Linked DNA regions of Hordeum vulgare: region 2 is linked to region 1. A link is a contact called in public Hi-C data. All regions are on one chromosome and are shown on one strand. The core of a region is the stretch at or near the end of the contact, and the rest is flanking DNA. Distances in the headings are between cores, read along the strand shown. Region 1 holds the start of LOC123410663. Region 2 holds the start of LOC123408820.

Region 1 (3,366 bases), core at 302-2,801:
TGTGTTGCTCCAAAACGGAATTGGGGCTTGAAGTCTCAACCTTCAGACCATGTTTGTGACCAAGATGATGCTTCCTGAGAAGCTGGACCTGCAGATGTCTCGGTATAAACTGCCATACAAGTAAATGTGACCAAGAAGTGAGGACAGGCGCAACGAATTGTCAAAGTCTAATGAAAAGTCATCGTTCACTTTCATTCGGTCAGAGCAGCAAGATGTTATATGGCTAAACAAGAAAAGATCTAAGACGTATCATAACTTCTCAGCAAAGAAAACACAAAGCATAAGAGGACAGCAGTTATATAAAGATGTGCCGATAAAAACCCTGGCAGTTGCACTGCTTGGGATCAGCCAGACTTTTTCAGGAACGAACAATATCAGTGGACCGCATAACGCCCTCCAAATTAAATCAGCATGAGCCAACACACTGATGAGATATTTCTGAATACCAACAGACAAGGAAGAATTTGTTGGTCACTTAATCGACTGCAGCAACATGGTAGCTAAAAACTAGATATAGTTGGCAATTTACATAATCAACTAACTGGATCGTGAGAAAATTTCTACTGCATTGTAGGAATTAAGCCCTTCACTTCGACATACAACATAAGTGGAGAAAATGGTGAGAGGAAACTTCCCAGCCCAAACTTTCTCTTTATCACAATCGCAGAGTACTTTACACTAGACCACCTGGTGAGGTGATAGCAACTCCACTAAAAGCACCTAAAATGATGTACTCCTGCATGAAGAGCCTTGCAAGGACAAGGTACATCCATACACTAATGATCAATGCGAACCTTGCAAGATTAGCTCACAAGAAATGCGCCCATGGACGGGCAGCCAATTAATGTCACTCCCAACGATCTCTAGCATAGCTAACAGCAATAAATGTGGGGATCTATGCTTCGATTTGGTAGAACCCGACGCCTCAACGGCCGGCCATTAATTGCTGCCCGCCACGAGCAAGAATGGATGGTTGTACGGTGGTGCACTAGATAGCGCGCTTTAATGCGGGCATCGGTGTCCTGGATTCACCTCCGCAACGCCAGATTAGCAACGACATTAGCGATAATTCGAGAATACTAATTGATCTAGGGTTTAGCATTTTCTTCATTGGAGAAGATGTCGTAGGGATGGGATTATGTACCTCAAGGTCGACACGAGACTTTCCCTGACGCTCTACGGCGGGCGCCTCCTCCGACGGCCGCAGGCGCCACACCGCGGCTCCAAGCCGCCTGACGGACGAAGCGATCGGCGCCTTCTGCTCGCTGACGCCCTCCTGGCTCTCCCTGAAGCTCCATCGCAGCTTCGGGGTACAGGGCCCGCCTGGGCGACCGCTGGCAGCAGATGAGTAGTTGACGGATGAGGGGGCGATGGGGGTTTTCAGAAACCGGCGGCGGCTCGGAACGCGGAGCGAGATGGCAGAGCGCGGCATTGTGGGGGTTAGGGTTCCGGCGGTGGTGTAAACATGGGGGCGGAGAGGAGAGCCGTTGGAGGCGGCGGCGACGGAAATGAGAGGGAGCTAGCTTGGTAAGCTACCAACGAACACTTGCAATCAACAAAAAAAAAAGGCCATACAGTCAATGAAGAAAAAGGACCACGGTTCCTTTAAAAAAGAAAGAAAAATGACAACGGTTTAGACCAAATCCAACGCCCCAACCCAAAGGACGCCTACTTTATCTCTTTCTTTTTCATTTAGATCGGCTAGGTGTTCGTTGTCTCATTATGTCGGATCCGTAATCCCAATCGGTCGATTTAATTCTCATCTGCATAGAAAGCAATTTAAAATTAAAAAAGTCTGCGGTAGAGATCATGCCATCAACCAGAGTTCATGCTCGCGGCCAAGCCATCTTTAAAAAAACATCACACATTTCATGCTAACGAACAGTCCCCGTGATGGGTGAAGAAACAGGAGGCTTACATGCGGGTAGGAAAGCCGGACGTTGCTTGGTGGTGGACATGCGCGCCAACTTCGATCGTAGCGGACGAATGGTCGTCGAGCCCGTGCTTCGCGGCCATGACGGCAGCGACGACCTCGTGCTGGCATGGGTTAAGAAACCTTAGGTAGAGTAGGGCATGCTTCATGGCCGCAGCGACGAGGGCATTGTTCTTCGTGGTGGTGGCCTCGTGTTGCGAAGTGACGACAAGGGTGGTGGTGGTCGTTGTTTCGAGCTTGTCGATGTGCACCTTTAATAAAGGCGAAGTTGTCTCTATCTTTGGATGAGATGGTGGCTATCGTTTTTGATGGAGTAGACTTTGACGATCCGACTACGAACGTGTGAGGACGTCGCGCCTTAGCGATCTCTAAACCAACTTCGAGAGGTTATTGACCACTCCAGGGGCGGACCTACGTAGTGCTGAGTGGATGCCCAGGCCCCCACTCAATTTTTGAAATTTTCAGTAAAAGTTGCTTATATTTTACAAGATTTTTTTGAAATTGTTCAAATTTGTACAATAAGTGCCCCCACTCTGATTATTTGACCCCAGTCCACAAAATTTCTGGGTCCGCCCCTCGACCACGCCGGAGCACAATTAACCTAACCACCAAGGTCTATTTCCTGCACACAAACGAAGAACAAGCAAGAAACTAAAATTGCAATCTGGATATTGCGAATATAAGAGGAAATCCTTATTGATGAAAGTGGTGTTCTCTGGCGTCTTGGTGTGGTCGTAGAACACAAACCAAGAACGCGAAATTGCAGCTATCTCGAACTTGTAATCTAAACAAAACCAAATTTAAACGGTACCCTAAAGGTTGTATATATGGGGGAATAGAGGGGGATTTTCGTGGCCCCTTGGAGAAGGGGTTCGAACACAACCCTAACTCGGTTTTCCCACACATACTAACTCTAAAAATAGCCTATAATGTAGTATTTTGAAATTACATGGGTTTGGCCCAAAAATAAGATGACGCGGCACCTATAATAGCATATGGACGAATTTATGAAGTGACATCTTGTATATTTCGTCCAAGCCTTCATCCTCTCCTTATGATGGCTTCAAAGTGCAAAAATCACCACTAGAAGCTCTATTGTTCTTTCCCGCGTGTGCATCTTCTTCTCCATGTTTGATCCCGCTCCATTGGTCATTCCTCTTGTCCATGATAGGTCCTCCATTCATAAGTAAAACAAAAGTATCTAATTTAGGGAACATCATATGTTCATGAACATTAGAAGGATTTCCTCTGGTAATTGGTCCAGTATGTATGGCAAGAGGGGTTGTGGGTGTAACAATGGTACTGATGTCCTTGTCATCTTCCCCTTTTTGAAATGAAGTCATCCTTTACGGAATCTCATCTTCCTCATTCAAATAAGGCTTCAAATCTGAAATGTTAAAAGTGGAACTAACCCTATACTCTGTAGGCAGCTC
Region 2 (3,524 bases), core at 521-3,020, 560 kb after region 1:
TTCATTGTCGTGGTTTCCCAACCGTAGTGGTCCTTCATCTTCCTTGGATAAGAATGTCTTCTCCTACTTGGAGGGTGCTTTGAGGAGTCCACTTCTTCAAGGTAAAATCATACACATGAGAAGAATGTCAATCGATGCTTCTGGGGCTTTTCCAAATAGGACTAAGGTGTTTCTGCTCTTATTGGGTAAAAAAGTATGTCATCCATGAGTACAACAACATTTTTCTCCAAACATCACATAAGCACATTGGTCATGGGATAAGTTAGAGAAGCGGACATTTGCTCCGGATGGTCACTTGTTTAGGGGTTTATGGTCCATCATAATCTCGTTCTCTATGCCCACCTTCCTCATGGACATGATTGGTGGTGGTCGAGGTGGAGTATTGGCTATACTATAATGACTTAGATCCAAGACCTATGGTAATAATCGGACCATATGTTGGCTTGGTAAAACTTCGGGGTTTCATGGAGCTTAGGATGTGAGTAAATGTTTGTCCTTTCCTTGAGAATAGATCTTAAATGCGAGGATTCCTACCTAATTCTGCAAAGAGAATCATCCAATATCATCAAAAGTACCATATATAAGATATCTCCAACATCACTTATGTTATTCACCTCCAAGGTTTGAGAGAAGGACTAAACCAACATCTATTATGTATATTATAACCCACTCACATGTATCTCTATGTAAAAATCTTCGGGATCATACAAGCTGGTAAGCTTGAATAACATACTACAAATCCAAGATCTTATTTCATTCCTACGAATCCAATCAAGTGATCCCTAAATGCCATCGATCATCTCATGATCCACTATCCCTACAAATCCAATGTCGATGGAGTTCTACACGACCACCTTGAGTTTCTATAACCCTCATATCATGGCAAGGATTATTATTACCGTAGATCCACAACTTACCATTATGATGATCTATTAAACCCCAAGGTCAAGCTTATATAGATATTTAAATCAATTTTGACAACTTATAGTTTTCCTATATCAACAACCACCAAGAAACATGGTATCACGATCAAGATCATTGGACTAAATCCAAATTACTCTGAACCATGTAGTCTTACTTCAACACCAACACTATCAGGATCACATAATTTACTTCCAATCCCGTGTCCGTCGAGAATTCGTACTTGCTCCTCCAAGTCGTTATTATAACCTCATCACTCCACCAATATAACTGACAAATCAACTTACTATGCCACCTAGAGTTTTCAACGTGTGGTCCCGAGTTATCCTACTAAATCCAATTTTCTCAATGGAGAGGTAATCTCTGCTATTCTACCGACTGTTGATCCACCAAGTTCGCCCATCACTATTATAATGTCGTAATCCACCAAAGAGTCTTAACACTATCCTAAAGACACCTATTATAGTCATATCATATCATTTGTCTCATAGTCACATATCCATAACCAATTCCCCTATGGCATCCAGGTTCTGGTGCTAGCATAAGAATGAAGTATGTTTGTTCACTATGATCGCTTGTGCCATAATGAACCAAGTGCTAAGAAGGGGTTATTCAAGCTCAACAAGTGTTCTGGCAAGTCTGTGTATTAAACTCATGGTTAGAGGTTTGAGTTAGGGTAACTGGTGAGACCTAGGTTAATTATGGGGAAGGGTTTCCAGTTTTTGAGGGAAAGCATAGCTCTACGGGGTTGCACTTGGTTGAGTAGGTTGTAGTCAAGGTCTTTGACGTTAGTTGTCTATCGCGGTGGATCCTTGGTGCATTAGGTCTTGCTGGTCTTTAGTTGACGAGATGGGGGAGAAGCAGAGTAGCATAAAGGGGTGTGCCTAAGGTTGTCTTATACACTACATGAATCACAGAATTTGCCATCTATCTAATCTGTGCCGTCTGCTGGCTGATGGCAAAGAAGCTCTTTGTCGTGAGCTGGCAAAAAAAAAGGCGAAGAGGTGACTGATGGCAAAGATACCATTTGCCATCAGTGTGCTCTTTTGCCGTGTGTTGACGGACGAAGGATTGAAAAGACAGACGACGAAGAGCCTAGGCAGGCCCTACTAGGCGATGGACACATAACGGAGCTCCCCACCGACGATATCTCTCTCTCCCCCACTCCTCACCTCTCTCCCCCACTCCCCACCTCTCTCTCTCCCCAATCTTCCCACCCCGCGCTGCCCGCACCACCACCACATGCCGCTCCCTCCCAGCCCGCGGCTCCCCCTCCCTCCGTCCCACAACACCACAGCCTCGCTCCCGCACCCTCGCCTCACCATCGGTCTGCAACCGCCGGCCTCCTCGCCGCCCCACCTCCGTCGGCCCACTCGCCGCCCTGACACCCGCGCTAGGTTCATTCCGGGGACCATGTTCTCGGTCGAGCCTGGTAAGTGAGCTTCCGCCCATCATGCCCTGCCGCCACTCGACCCGCCCCTGCTTGCTCCCCTCGCTCTTCCGGCCTCAGATTTAGATCCGTCGACGACCCGGTCTTCGCCGTCGCCGGTCCCGACTCCCGTAGCAGCCCGACTCCCTCCTACAACTGCAGCGCCTCCCCCTCCCTCCAACAGATGAAGCGCCTCCCACTCACTCGAGAAGCCGCCGCCACACCATTCCCCTCTGTACCATATGCACACAACGTCTCACCCTCCCTCCTGAAGCTCCGCCGGATGGCCATCACTCCAGCTGGAGGCAACATCTGCTGGTTCGTGCAGCCATGGTGAGTCGTCCTCTCTCTCTGAACTCCCTGTTCTTCTTTCTCTTTAGCTATGAGCTTGACCTTCATGGAGAATGAATTGTCCGTCGTATTGATTTCAACCTAGTGTGTTGTACTGCAGATGTTTGTCCGCTGAATGAACCCGCCCGAAGAATGGATTTGACAACTCCTCTATAAGACCGAATGGTTGCTTGCTGTATTTGTAATCCTTACTTATTTATTTATTTTGTTCAATGTGGATGCAGCAAGTGCCGTTTTCCATGCTCGAAATTCAGTTTAACAACTCAATGAAGATTTTTTATGAGGATTTTAGCTTGTTTACTCACTACAATTTGAAGGTATTCCCATATTTGTGTTTATGTGTCTTTTAATACTAGATGTTGTTTTGCTACTAAATGAATGGATGAATGGTGTTTCAGTTTGTGCATGTTATCATTACCTAAACTTATTTGTTTGTTTGATTCTATCAGAAGCAGCAACCACCATCTATGGACGAGAAGGATGACCCCACACCCAAGCCGGATGACCTCGACCTCGACCGTGAGTTCCTTTGGATCTGTTTACTAGAACACTGCTTCAGTTCATTATTTGGTATGAAGTGCACCTACCGTCTTTGATATGATGAATTTTGCTTTGAAGCTTGAACCTCTCTGATATGATGATGAATTTCTAAGTCTGAATGTCTTTGATATGATGACCCTATGAGGTCTGAACCTTCTTGATATGATGAATCTGCAAGGTGTGAACCTTATTTCAGTTTTTAACTGATCTAGCACGTGATATCAATTATCACCCAAAATTGCCACTGAAGGAATTTGAAAACTTCTCTGTACAAATGAATTTA

The links. Hi-C and Micro-C count contacts between places; a contact is called where the count stands out from the background.
Region 2: a contact with region 1 is called in a Hi-C map of seedling, with 4 times the contacts expected there. The contact joins the promoter of LOC123408820 here to the promoter of LOC123410663 in region 1. A contact is called at or near these places in 2 of 6 Hi-C or Micro-C datasets (leaf and seedling) and 1 of 1 datasets of contacts at active chromatin or transcription factors (embryo).

Annotation. Positions count from the first base shown.
Region 1 is chr7H:315,067,488-315,070,853 of MorexV3_pseudomolecules_assembly, forward strand. LOC123410663 reads right to left here and starts at 1,552. Exons shown (of 3, transcript XM_045103606.1): 1 at 1,145-1,552; 2 at 1-88. The coding sequence starts at 1,432.
Region 2 is chr7H:315,627,271-315,630,794 of MorexV3_pseudomolecules_assembly, forward strand. LOC123408820 reads left to right here and starts at 1,771. Exons shown (of 5, transcript XM_045101861.1): 1 at 1,771-1,786; 2 at 2,055-2,353; 3 at 2,926-3,018; 4 at 3,151-3,220. The coding sequence starts at 1,771.